Regions from separate parts of the Mus musculus genome. Here all the other regions are linked to region 3. The links are chromatin contacts, called in public HiCAR-type and promoter capture Hi-C maps. All regions are on one chromosome and are shown on one strand. Each heading gives the region's core, a stretch centred on a gene start, on an enhancer-like site or on the middle of the called end of the contact. The rest is flanking DNA. Distances are from core to core; before and after follow the strand shown. Region 1 holds the start of Trim24 (tripartite motif-containing 24). Region 2 has its middle 31 kb from the start of Gm38789. Region 3 holds the start of Ptn (pleiotrophin). Region 4 overlaps 1700065J11Rik (RIKEN cDNA 1700065J11 gene).

Region 1 (3,196 bases), core at 145-2,644, 1.1 Mb before region 3:
CACACACACACACACACACACAAAACCCAAGAAGCAAGAGAAAAAAGATTTCCCTTCCTCAGTTACTTCGCATTTTAAAGACGTCAATTTGCCCAAATATTTGCAATATTAAAAGTTAAAAACTTCAAGTGTTCTCCCAGAAATAATTACTGCACTTCAAATCACTTTCAACGATTTAAACCTGGTAACATAAGCAAAGGAAACTACCTGTCAAAAACTAATTACCCAATAACACCACAAAAGAGAAAGTAACTTCCAACTACGGCATACAAAACACTTTGGAAGTCTATTTACTTTCTATCGTTTATCGAATCGCTCGAAATAAAATCTCCGAAAGCAGCAGACAACAAAACAACTTATCCCGGTTCCTTTGTCCCCTACGGAGGGGACAGAGAGGGAACTCATTAAGGTAAAAAGCCCGGAACGCACAAGATTCGAAACAGACGGCAGCCAATCTGCAATCAATCATCAAAGAAAATCCCCATCACTTCATCTCCATCCCTTCCTCCCCCCTCCGGCTCGCATAACCCGGGTGTACACGAGCTGATCCAGATCATATGCACCCGGACAAAGCTTTGCGGAGGAGCAGAGAGCAGCTAACTCGCCACAACCGTCAGAGCTCTGCAAAAGTGAGGGACCGCCGAGTCGCTCAGCCGGCGCGGGCCCATTTCACCCCCTCCCCAGCCGCGTGACAGCGGGTCGCGCCCGCCACCTCGCGGGCCCCTCTCACCTTGGGTGGCGAATGGCGAAGGACCACCGGCCGGGGAGCCCGGGGCGGGGGCGGGGGCGGGAGCGGGTGGAGGGGTCTCTGCCGAGCCCAGCGCGGGCGCCGTCAGCATGAGATAGCGCTGCGGCGCGGGCAAACAGCGCTGGCAGAACGAGTGCAGGCAGGGCAGCAGCTTGGGCACCCGGCTCTGGATGTTCTGGTGGCACACGGCGCAAGTGTCCAACAGGTTGAGCCGGGACGCCTCGCCGCCGCTCTCCGAGTCCGGGCCCTGCCGGCTCTCGGCCTCATTCTCCCCGCTCGGCGCCGCCGCTGCGGGGCCTCCGGCCGGAGCCGCTGCCGCCGCCGCCTTCTCCACAGCCACCTCCATTGTCCTGCGGCCGCCGCCGGGGAAGCGGGAGCGCGCTCACCGCCCGCCGCCCCCGACGACCTCCGCAGCCGCCGCCGCCTCCCGCTTCTCCGAGGCCGAACGGACTCGCGGAGGGAGCACAGGGAGGAAGCCACCTCCCGAGTGGCGCGGCCGGAAGACGCGGAGCTGTCAACGGGGACCGGTTCCCGCACCGCGACGCCGCCGCGCGGGCCGATAGGCAAACCGCCACCGAGACGCTCGATTCCGCCCAGCGCGCCCGCCCGTGCCTAGCAGCCTTTCTCTCGGGCCCCTTGGACCACCGCGGGCCCCGCCCCCACCTCCCTCTCCCAGCAACCGCGGCGACTGCGAGCCGAGCGCCATCCAATGACCGCCGCGCCTGCCCAGGGGGCGGGGTCTGCAGAAGCCCGCGAGGCTCGGACGGCCCCCGCGGGAGGTTGGGAGTGGGCGGGGCTAGCCCCGCCGGACGCGAGGACCGCGGCCGCTGATTGGCTCGCTGTGTGTGTGTCTCTCTTCTGTAGATTGTAAAGGAATCATTTGTTAAGGAGCCAGAGCAGGCATCGGGTTCCGCCCGCCGCTATGGCCCCGCCCAAGGGGCGGGGGCTCTGCCCAGTCTACCCAGCCTGATTAATTAAGAAACTGCTTGGAAAACTGCTTTTACTACTGGAGACTTAAATGGGTAAAGGAGTAAGATCGTGGGAGGGCCACGGGAGGATGAAGAAGTAAGTTACGTGCAAACGAGAAGAGACCCAAAACCGGGTTGTATGAGCCCACATTGTGTGAAAGGGGGAGTGTGCAGGCAGCTTTACTCTTTTTGTGGCCTGAATTTATCTCTGTGATGAATTAATGAGAATGATGTAAAGGGGGAGAAATTACAAATTTGTCGGAACTTTAAAAGACCTCAATGGAAAAGGGTGAAATTAATTTTGCTTCTTAAATGAATAAAAGCAGTTAATTTTTTTGAGGACTAAATAAATGATCTGCAAGTGTCCATAGTACCTGAATATTAAACTCTTAAAAAAAAAAAAAAGGCAGACGTGGTAGCACACACCTATACTAATACTCCAGAGGCAAAGGCAGGAAAATCACTACAAATTCAAAGTTATTCTAGGTTTTAGTCAGTGTAAAAGCCTGTCTCAAAAGGGGGGGGGGGGACCTCAATTCTGGTTTTAGAGTTTCAGTATTATATTTCATGTCTTCCTTCTCCCGTGCTTGTTACCGGAAATTCTGGGGAGTCCCATGGGAAGTGCCACCTGTTACTAGGGAAATCAGAGTCCCCTCTTGAGGTTCTTAGTCTCATTAATAAAAGAATTTAAGAAGAGCCTCAAAAGAAGCTGGAGGAAATTTTATTAGAGTTTAAAAGAAAAGAAAGAAAAAAACCAATGCAGGCAAGCTGTAAATCTCAGCAGCTGCCCAGAGGAAGATGGAGAAGTGGAAGAGATGCCATGCCATTTGTGTTAAACAGCCACATGGTTACAGCAGCCACATGGAGGGGAGCTTTAGAGAAAGAGTAAGGAAGCCGAAACTATCAGAGACTGTGTATTAGGCTAACACCCAAAAGAAAAGAGAAGACAAAGAGAAGGTTGGGAGTTTCTGAGACAGAATAGACAGAAATCCTGGAGAATCTCGTGGGGAATCTGGAACTACTGCACTATGGGCCAGGAATTTGGGGGAAGAACACTGTTTATTAAAGAGATTATTCCTCTGTGTCTTTAGCGTGGCTGAAGGTGAACCTGCCTTTCTAAGGGATGGTCCCTTATCCAGGTGATGGGCAGACTCAGCTGGATTAAGGTTTACAGAAGGAGACAATGGCGTGACTCTACCTCAAAGGTAGATTTCATTGGGTTATGATTAGTAGGCAACATTTTTCCTTTAATGGACCTTTAATAAGAATAATAAAAATTACATTTTCAGCCAAAAGCTGCGTAAAAAGCCAAGCTCAGTGGCACATACCTTTAATTCCAGCCTTTGAGAGGCAGAGGCAGGCAGATCTCTGAATTCCAGGCCAGCCTGCTCTACAGAGCCAGGACAGCCAGAGCTACACAGAGAAACACTCTCTAAACAACAAAAAGCTGGGTAAAACCTCATAGAGGTTGAAGAATACT
Region 2 (3,414 bases), core at 893-3,392, 1.4 Mb after region 3:
GCAGCACTACGGGGTCCTTCAACTGTAAACAGTTACTTTTGTTCATGAGCTGAAGGATGGGTTGCTCCACGCTGCTGATCTGAGCAGCCCCACTCCTGTTTCTAGTCATCACTGTGTCCTTGCAAAGTCACCTCTATGCTGATCCGGTTTGGTGACCACACCAGACTCTGGGTCACCGAGTCAGGGTAGACTGGGACAGAGCATTACAGGGCAAAAGGTGAGATTTACAGAAGCCATTCCTGGGCCACTGATGGTGTCAGTCTTCTACAGACACTGAAAGGGAAAAGGCTATAAGAGACTGAAATGCCAAAAGCAGATCAAGATCGTGAATTGAGAAGGGGAACTTCATGGTAGAATTAGGAAAGGGTTGGTAGAACTGGTCATCAGAGAAGGCAGCCTTTCGCAGAAGGATGTATGTGTTACTAGTGGACCTAGTGACTTATTCTCAAAGTGCCCATGCCTGAAAACACTTGGACAGAGAATGGCTGAAAGCCTCCCTGTTTTCTTCTTCACTGTCAACAACCACAAATACTTTATTTCCCATGCCATTTTCCTTCGGCATTCAAACACAATCTGATCACCTTGTATAAACACACACTTGACCTTATGTGCCTCTCCAGATACCGACATTCTCTATTTTATTTAGAGAATGCAAACAAAAAAGAAAAACAAAAAAAGGGAGGAAAAGATATTGGTGTCCTGACATGGTTGTTTCCTTCAAAGCAGTTCGGGGCCATGACCGTCTGGGGAGGATGTTGGCCTTGCCACAGTTTGTGAGGCTAAAAGATGAAGCCACTGTGCAATATGCTACTCTTGATTCAGGTGTGGAATAAAAAACAATCCCAGCAGCTCGCAGCCTGCTCAGAACTGAGCAGGAAGAACAGCACTGCTTCAACCGAAAACCCCATAGCCCACTTTCCAATCCTCGTACCTATAAAAGCAGGGTACAAAGAGCATAGCTGAGGGGCTCAGGGAGGGCTCCCGGCTTCCTGGGGAGGGGACTGGATCTGTAGCGTTGGGTGCCGCAGAGGAAATGTCCAGGAACCCAGGCCATTGGCGTCTGAGGAAAATGGAAGCCCCTAAGCAAAGGTATGCGGCCTGGGAAGACTGTCAAAGCAGGGCTGAATATGTATGAGCAGAAGAGGAAACTGAGGCACCACCAGTAGCAGCTGAACCAGTAGGTAACCATGGAAGTGCAAGCTACAGGGCCATCAGCCAACCCAGCCTAGGTTGGGTGCTGGTATGGGGCGGCGCTTAAGGGAGGGAAAGTTAGTGTGTGTGACCAAAGTGGTTTGAAAGAGAAAGCTTGTGTTTGGGCCAAGACCCACTCCAGAAAATGCCAATGACCTAAAGTGGGTAGACAGGCGCTCAAATCTGTACCAAGCTGCCAGGGTGGCAAGCTTCCTCTTTACAGCCCTTAGAATTCACAGGGTTTTACTGTCAGTGTGGATCAGTGGTGTGTAGATGATGTGGAAAGTGTCCCAAGCAGGAGGGACAAGGCAGTCCAAGAACTCAGCATCTATAAAGGAGTCTCAGCCATCTCCTATGTCTTCCATCTGGACCATGAAGAGCGATTTGGTCACATCCTAGAGCTTCAGGGTCAATCTTAATATCCCCCCAACACCCTTAGTCTCCAAACACAAGACTCCCGGCTGAGCTGGGTGTATTTCTACTCCCTTCCCCTCCCCTACACTGGCAATAATTAATGCTGACACAAATGGCCACAGAAGACACATTCCTAAGGCTGTGGACCACTGATTTTGACCTTAATGTTGCTCTTCTCAAGCTAACTGCCCAAATGCAATGGATTAGAGCAGGCAAACAGAAGCCAGCCCTCAGGCAGCTGGCTCAACGTTTAGTACCTCTCCCCTTTCGCAAGTTTCCTTTCTCCTGGGAAGAGAGTGCCATCTAGTGGGCAATTAGTGAACTTACATATGCCACTCCACTTTTTTCCGTTCTTCCTTTCTTTTTTAAGTTATTTTATTTATTTATATTCCAGTCGTTGACCTCCTCCCCCACCCCCCCGTCCCTCCGACCCACCATTCCTCATCCTATTCCTCCTCCCACTTGCCTCCCAGAGGGTGCTCCCAACCTCCAGCAGGCCTCCCCCTTCCCTGGGTCCTCAAGTCTCTTGGAGGAGTAAGTGCATCTTCTCCCACTGAGGCCAGACCAGGCAGACCTCCGCTGTATATGTGCCAGGGGCCTCAGACCTGGCTGTGTATGCTCCTGGTTGGTGGCTCCGTCTCTGGGAGCTCCCTGGGTTCTGTGTTAGTCGAGTCTGCTGGTCTTCCTATGAGGTCGCCCTCCCTTTCAGATTCTTCAATCTTTCCTTTAATTCAACCTTAATTCAGTCCAATGGTTGGGTGTAATTATCTGCCTCTGTCTCGATCAGCTGCTGGTAGAGCCTCTCAGAAGACAGGTATGCCAGGCATATGCAAAGACCTGATTTCATCCTTGAAGCGACTCTGTAACCATCTACTACCAGTAGTTAAGAGCACTGGCTGCTCTTCCAGAGGACCTGGGCACAATTCCTCAGCACCCTCATGACTCTATACAACTATCTAGAACTCCAGTTCCAGGGGATCTGTAGGCACCAGGCATGTATGTGGTGTACAGAAATACATTCAGGCAAAATAACCATACACACACACACACACACACACACAAATAATAAGTAATAGTAGTAGTAATAATAATAGGAATAATAATAACAGCAACAATAATATTTTTTTAATTAAAGAAAGGGGAACTGGGTGGAATTGTTTTCTTTCCGCTGTGTGTGGTATAATAAATGTGCTTCCATCCACCCAGAAATGCAACTCCTTGCCCATTGCAAGGACAGCATGTGGGCCCTGCCTGAGGAGGGAAGGAGGGAGTTCCTAAGCTGAGAGAGTCAGCAAGCTGGAACACTCAAGGCTGAGAAAGACAAGTTAAGGGTTTTGACAGATAGGAGGCACTGTTCTGCTAGAGACTGAAGAGGGTGACCCAAGGGCGCCACCTGCTGCCGGCAACCAGCGCGAGGCCCCTCCCGCTTTCACTATGGGTCGCTCTGGTTCCCTTGTTTGCTTTGCTCTGATTCGATGTTCAAAGGCAGTGGGGGGTTGTTGATGTTTTGGATGAAGAATGGGCCTTCTGAGAAACAGAATTCTTCCAGCCTAGACTGTAAGGGATCGCGAACAGGGAAGCAACGTTCGGGGTATGCCCCCTTAGCAAGAAACCATGTGAATTTTTTTTTTCTTTTTCTGGTTTTCTTTGTGACTGTGCTGGAGCTCCAACCCAGAGCTTTGTGCTCTTGCACTCAACCACCGAGCCACACTCCCAGCTCCTTGCTTTTTAAGACAGAGCCTCATTATGTAGCTGAAGACGGGAGACAGAGGCAGGGGGTGGCAGGTTACAGAACCTAACAGCTGGCTA
Region 3 (3,320 bases), core at 567-3,066:
AGCCCTATACTTACATAGAAAGCACTGTATTCACTGAGCCATAGAGAGGTGTCTATAGGATGTTTAAGTAGCATTCTATTCACCAGAGGACTGACGGGATATGTCCTATCTTCCCTCAAGTGGTGATAACTGAAAACGACTCCAGACATTACCAACTGTCTCCTAGAGGATAAAACTGCTCTCACTTGAGAACCACAGATGTAATTAATTTTTACATATACCTTTTTAATCAAAATGTTATATGTTGAAGCAGCAAATGAGATAGAACTGACATCATGAGACTCTCATGCTTGCTTTACCAACACCAGAAACAAGCACCATAATTAATCTGGCATGGTCTACTGAACTGACAGTAGGAATATGCTAAAGATGAAGATAAAATTAAGGGGCAAAAAGGAAAGTCTTTCTGTCATCTTCTTAGCTCACTGTGGAACTGTAGGAAATGGTGAACTTTTCTCACAGTAAAGAAAGCTTATGAGTAGTTCATGATGTACACAGGTGACACCAGATGAACACTCACATGGACTGTTTCATGGCAAAGATGAACTTTCAAACAGGGATGTGCATAGCCTGGGAGTTGGTCTTGAGGAAGGCATGTGCAATTTGTGTGTGGAAAGGTGGTTTAGCAGAAGAGACTGTAAAGAATACAGATCAGGTGTAAATGTGAATTTCTGTCCATTTTTTCGTTGGAGGGCGGGGTGGGGGGAGGGGCAGAAACGAAGATTAGTGGACTAAAAGCTCTACTCCTGCAGGGTCACCTTTGTCCCTCGATTACTCTTGGACATTGGTACAGGTAACAGCCAATAGAAGACTCCTAGTCCTTAAAACCACTTGCCATAACCAATGGCTGTAATTTTAGGAAAGGAGTGGTCTTAAGATGTGAGGGCTTAAAACACCCTACGGAATCCATAGGATCTGTAAGTTGAGTTGAAGAGATGTATCTTTGGTGAGAAATTGGAGCCAGTTTTATAATTTGACCGTGTTTGGGCAAATTGGGGTTTTACTCCATCTTTTCTGGTCAGTTTCTATGTGTGACTCAAAACTGTCACTTTGCTCTCCTTGGTTAAAGGAGAGGAAGGTCTCAGGAAGCCAGGAAGCCCACTCTAATTCTTACAAACCCCAGAGCTTGAGCCACACTGATTACCCCCCTGTGTTCTTTGCCAAGAGCATGCCACAAAATATGTGACCCGAAGGCATCGAAGAAGCCAAGAATGGAAAAATTCCCTAAAGGAAAGTGACATTTAATTGGGAAATTTCAGAGATCTGTCACTCCTAGTGACAACCCAGAAAAAACTGCTTTGCAGCTTTGTGACTGGAGGTGAGCTGCAACTGTCAGCTGAAGTTAGCAGGGACTCCCTGCAGGGAGGCCTTTAGGGGCGGAGAGCAAGGGACAGCTGCCTTTGCACATGGCTCCCCCAATCTCGAATAGAATATCGTGTGTGTGTGTGTGTGTGTGTGTGTGTGTGTGTGTGTGTGTGTGTGTGTGTGTGTGTTTAAAGCTGTACCAAAACTGTAGTTTAAAATGCTGTCAATTTTCCAATTAAGATATCCAGCTTGATAAGCCGAGCTATGGACCCATGGGAGGGGGAGAAAAACATGGTTCTTGGGAGTTTGTACAAAAAATATGGTGCTGGGTGGGTGCTAAGAACAAACGGTCTTATAACCCATGGTCTTTCTACACAGATCCGTTTGGGGAAAGACTGCCCCCAGAGTAGCCTGCTTTTCATAAGCTTCCCAATCAGATTTCGGGGGCAAAGCACTCCCCTCCTCCCTCGCACAGCCTGCTTCTTCTCTCTGCCCTCTCTCGTCCCTCCCATTCTCTATTTCCCTCCCCGGCAGGGTGTAGTTGAGTGAAGGCAGGATCAGGTTCCCCGCCTACCCGTCCAAATATCCCGCCAAGGAAGCCCCAGAGCACAAGAAAACCCAAAGTGGAGAGAGGGGAAGAAAGAAAGCACTGAGTCATCCATCCAGAAGGGGGGAGAGCAGAGCGCAGCCGCCCAGGCAGGAGCATCAGCCAGCGATACCTGGAGTCTGCAGAAACCTCGCCCGCACTTTGCAACAAAGGCAGCCAGCTAGTCAGCGAGGACCTCTGCAAGCCAAAGTAAGTGCAAGATACCCTGTGGTTTTCTCCAAAGGGTCTCTGGTGCAGTGTGCCTACCCCCCAAAGCCACTTTTCTGGTAGCCTGCAGTACGTGGAGGGGGTTGGAGCAGGAGAGAGGCTGCCTGGAGTCCGCTAAATAGGACTGCTTTTAAAAACGGACTTGCTCCAGAAGGCAAAACAGCCGAAAGGAAATTTTGGGGGGAATGAGCTAAGTAACCTAGCATGTGCTTGGATGGGAAGAAGGAAAGCAGCTTTTGGGCTGTGGAGAGTGCATGGGGACCGAATTCCTGCTACCTGCCAGAGCATGCAAAGCGCGGGAGAGGGCACATTTGTGCTCTTTGTAAAACCTGGAGCTTTGGTGGGTGTGTCTGGCCCAGTAGGCATGAGAGAGAAGAAAGGGTGTATCAGTAGACAGGTCTCATTTCCTACCTCCACTTCTCAGGTTGCCCTAGAGCTTGCCAACTGCCAATTGCTGCCCGCTCTAGGTGTGGTACATGCCTGGCAGCCTGCCCCTCCTGTGTCTGCTGATGGAGAAACATCTCCGCCAGAGCAGCCTGCACTCCCTAGCCTGCCCACGAGCCCAGAAACGCTTCTAGAAACAGTTCAGTCCAAAGTTTCAAAGGCACACTTTGGAGTCTACCTTTGCTTGGTTGGGATGCCAACTGGCATAGAAGCACTTACGTTTTCAGTTGTATCCAAATAAGCCAGGGTTGTGGTAAAGACGAGTTTGGCAGACACCCGGAATTTCTGAGGTGATATTCCAGTTGTTTCCATAATATATTTTGAGAAGAAAAGTCACTTCTTTTGTGCATAAAACATAACCTTTCCTCTCTTCTAAAATATGTGTGTGTGCATGCGCACACACACATGCACACACACACGCACACACACACACACACACACACACTTCTATGGGATCTGATGTGGCATATAAATACAAGAGCACACATGTAACTCACATACAGATTGCTAACTAGTTCTTGTCTCCTTAGTAATAAGGACTTTGGAGCTGTAGGAGCAGAGCGAGACTTCAGAAGTAGAGTGGGTGCCTCACAGAAGGAATGCACACTTCAGGGGAGAACAAAGTAACAGAGTTCTAGTGGGTCAGCATCTTTCCTCTTGAAACTACCAGGCATAGTTTAAAAAGTGTGTGTGTGTGTGTGTGTGTGTGTGTGTGTGTGTGTGTGTGTGTGTGTGGTGTGTGTGTGTTGGAAGGAAG
Region 4 (3,075 bases), core at 37-2,536, 1.5 Mb after region 3:
AGAGGACTCTAACCTCTCTCATATTTACCATTTAGAAGACAGAAAAAGGATTGTCATTTAGCCATGGTCAACAGTGCTAAAATTTAAAAAAAAAAAAAAAATGTCTGGGATTAAGCAAGGCACAGTCAGATTTTGTGGTAAAGATGTTTCCTTTTTTATTTTACGTGTGACTTTTTCCAGTGCTGAAACTTCAAGAGTCTATGGCAAATAGTCTCCCATGGCTCCCAGGGTTTCTTATAACTGTCCTTGGTGCTTTGTTCTTGAAGGTTTCAATGTTTCAATGTTGCTTGTATCCCACAGTGAGAAGATTCTCCTCCGTGTATTATCGTAGCCTGTTGTTTCACAGAACTGAAAAGAAGTCTCATAATTAAGCCTGCAGTGTGCAGAGGGGAGCCCAGCCGAGGCCTCCTGTGTGACTACAGTAGCGGCTGGTAAGGCAGAGAGAGTGTCAGGACCCCAACCGTCTTCAGAGACAAGGTCACATAAGTCATTCTCCCACTGCCTTCTGCCAGAGGATGCCAGCCTGATGCTTAATAGAATATATTATACAAAGCCAGAAATATATATCTATACATAATGTATTTTCATATAATAAATTATATGAAGCCAGTCAACGAAAGGTTATTCTCCAGAGGCTCAGTATGTGTCCATCCATTCATTCACTCATTCATGCATTTGTTTAAAGTCATCCATTGCATTTCTCACATGACTAATACTACGTGAGATGAGAAACGAAAAGCTCAATAAGCAGCCATCTTTCCAAACTCAAGGAATTACAGACCGGCCGACAAACAATGAGAAAGTCACCGGGCATTTTGAAACGTTGAGCTAAGAGAACATCTTATCTCAACCAGGGCTGGCTTTGACCCCCGAGAACATTTGTCATGTCTAGAATCATCTTTGCCATGGACTGAGTGAGGGCTCTTACTGGTATCTAGAGGCCAGGGGCACACCTAACCTCCCCCTCGGTGCCTACGACAGCCCTCCATGGTGAGGGATTATCCAACCCAAAATGTTAGCAGTGCCAGCTGAGAACCTCCGGCCTCGTGAGATGTGCAGTGATATGATCAGTTTGTTCTGGTCAGCTCAATGCTCTGAGTTCTGTCAATCATTTCTGATCTTCTCCCACCTCCATCACTGCCTGGCTTTTGCCCCTCGGCCAGTTTATCTTCATAGCTTTAACTTCGTTTGTAGAATGGAGTTCAGATCTCTACTCTCTACATCCCTTCCAGCCTGAGAGTCTATGGTTTATTGAGCCTGTGTTTGTGTTTCCACTGACCTCTGCTCCCAACAAGAAGAAGCTGCTGAGGCCAGTGACTCTGCTCAGCTTCAGGTCAGGGAGATAACCTGGCTTCCTGTGTTGCTATCGAGCATAAGGGGAAGGCCCAACCATCCTAGCCCAGGACTGTCCTATCACAACTTAAGCTTCCCCATCAATACCCAAGAGCCATTTAACGTGACCACCACCACCCTGGATCTGAAGAAAAGGTTTGCGTGAATGAAGCAGGGTGGAAATTTCCTCAGATGCTGTTTCAGTGATTAGATCCAACCACAAACGACACTTTACTCACTTTGGGGGGTCTGGGGCAGCAATAGGGCAAGAAGAGCCAGCCCAGGGTGTGGGGCAGTGGACTATGGAGAGGTAGGTCAGTAGGTGTCTGTGGGCAGCCTTAAAGGGGACCTCTTGTTATCTGTCTCCTTAAGATCAGGGTAGACTGGATTCTTAGCCACATATTTCAGACTGTAAGGCTGTGTGAATAGACACCCAGAAGCTCTTTGCTGTTCCCTCTCTCCTGTGGTGTTTTTTAAGCTTATCCACCAAACAGAAAGAGCCTGTCAGGACTGGAAGACAAGAGCAGGCTTGAGACACAGAGGAGCCAAGGGTTGGAGGAGGGAGTCCAGAGGCTCCAGAATATAAGGTTGCCTCAGTACTCACGCAGAGCTAGCTGTCACCAGAGAGTGGGGAAGCAGCAAGGACAGAGCTGGCTTTGGCAGACACCCTGGTTCCAATGTCACTAGACTCACTGTCCTAGCAGAAGAATATCCAGGTCTGCAACTGGAACGCCTTTGTGTCCTCTCCACTGCCACCCGGAGCCATTTGAGGTAGCAGTCTGAAAGCGATGAAAAATAAGCAATCTTTATTCCTTTTTAACTGAGAGAAAAAAAATAACACTAAATTCCAGACTCATTCAGTAACATTGCCCAAGTTACTTCAGCTGCTAGACTAGGAGGTTCCATTAATGTCAGATCTGCTCCACGGAAGCATAGACAATAAATATTCTCAAGTCAGCTGGACACATAGCTTGGATTGGCTGTTTGGTTGTGTTTGGTTTGTAACTAGGAGTATATGGAAATCTTTCTTAAGACTTAATTTTTAATTAAATGTATGCGTTATGTCTCTGTGGGTGTTTATGTGCACATGACTGCAGTGTCTGCAGAAGGCCAGAAGAGGGCGCTGTACTTGTGCCCGGGAGCTGGACTTGAAGCTATGCATTGCCCAGTACAGATGCTGGAAACTGAGCAAGCGATCTTAAGTGCTGATCTGTCAGGACCTGTGCAGCAGCAGATCTTAAGTGTACAGCTCAGTGACTTCTATGTGCATGTACCTATGCCTGCATATTGACTACAAATCCTTGGCAACCCCCAAAAATCCCCTCACCCTGTTTTACTCAGAGTCAACCCTTTTGATAAATATCTTTTTCTTTCCATCGTGAGAGCTTAGTTCTATCTACTCCTTGCATGGTTAAAATCATACTCTTTTGTCTCATATACTTCCTGTGTGTGCTACAGCACATGTTGTGGTAATGTTTTGCTCCTTCTAGTGTGGGACAATGTTGCACCCTAGTTGCAATGTTGTATGAATGCACCCTCTTGCATTTATCCATCCCTTTATGGAGGCTATTCGGGTTGTTTTCAGGTTTTGGCTTTTGTGGCTATTGAGTCTAAAGAGTTGGGGGAGGGCTCTGCTGTTGTTGATGTTAACTTAGCATGAATTGATTCCTCTCCAAACAAAAGCTAATCAAGCCCTCCTCCAAAGGTCTCCAAAGCACTGAGTCAGGAGGAAGTGTTAGCGCC

Evidence for each region. Promoter capture Hi-C pulls out the DNA fragments that hold promoters and counts their contacts. HiCAR-type assays count read pairs that join an accessible place to other places.
Region 1: a promoter capture Hi-C map of second pharyngeal arch cranial neural crest shows a contact between it and region 3. The contact joins the promoter of Trim24 here to the promoter of Ptn in region 3. A contact is called at or near these places in 4 of 39 promoter capture datasets (cranial neural crest, hippocampal neurons, maxillary cranial neural crest and 1 more), 1 of 115 datasets of contacts at active chromatin or transcription factors (astrocytes) and 1 of 9 other capture datasets (adipose tissue).
Region 2: a contact with region 3 is called in a HiCAR-type map of astrocytes, with 4 times the contacts expected there. The contact joins the enhancer-like site here to the promoter of Ptn in region 3. A contact is called at or near these places in 12 of 39 promoter capture datasets (the 3T3-L1 cell line, 3T3-L1-derived adipocytes, cranial neural crest and 7 more) and 4 of 115 datasets of contacts at active chromatin or transcription factors (astrocytes, embryonic forebrain, forebrain and 1 more).
Region 4: a contact with region 3 is called in a promoter capture Hi-C map of hippocampal neurons, with 9 times the contacts expected there. The contact joins the enhancer-like site here to the promoter of Ptn in region 3. A contact is called at or near these places in 11 of 39 promoter capture datasets (the 3T3-L1 cell line, 3T3-L1-derived adipocytes, cranial neural crest and 7 more).

The regions. Positions count from the first base shown.
Region 1 is chr6:37,869,009-37,872,204 of GRCm38.p6, reverse strand. Trim24 (tripartite motif-containing 24) reads right to left here and starts at 1,394. Exons shown (of 19, transcript NM_145076.4): 1 at 731-1,394. The coding sequence starts at 1,094.
Region 2 is chr6:35,379,644-35,383,057 of GRCm38.p6, reverse strand. No RefSeq gene overlaps it. Among named protein-coding and RNA genes, the nearest start is that of Gm38789, 31 kb to the left of the region's middle. Within about 2 kb of position 2,142, at least 83 of the 459 cell types and tissues checked have an H3K27ac peak or open chromatin away from gene starts, as enhancers often do. A contact at or near this core is called in astrocytes, second pharyngeal arch cranial neural crest and stem cell-derived neural progenitor cells, where this site is marked.
Region 3 is chr6:36,808,675-36,811,994 of GRCm38.p6, reverse strand. It overlaps Ptn (pleiotrophin), which reads left to right and starts at 1,816. Exons shown (of 5, transcript NM_008973.3): 1 at 1,816-2,101.
Region 4 is chr6:35,333,887-35,336,961 of GRCm38.p6, reverse strand. 1700065J11Rik (RIKEN cDNA 1700065J11 gene) reads right to left here. Exons shown (of 3, transcript NR_040526.1): 2 at 1,937-2,111; 3 at 131-348. Among named protein-coding and RNA genes, the nearest start is that of 1700065J11Rik, 4.6 kb to the right of the region's middle. Within about 2 kb of position 1,286, at least 21 of the 459 cell types and tissues checked have an H3K27ac peak or open chromatin away from gene starts, as enhancers often do.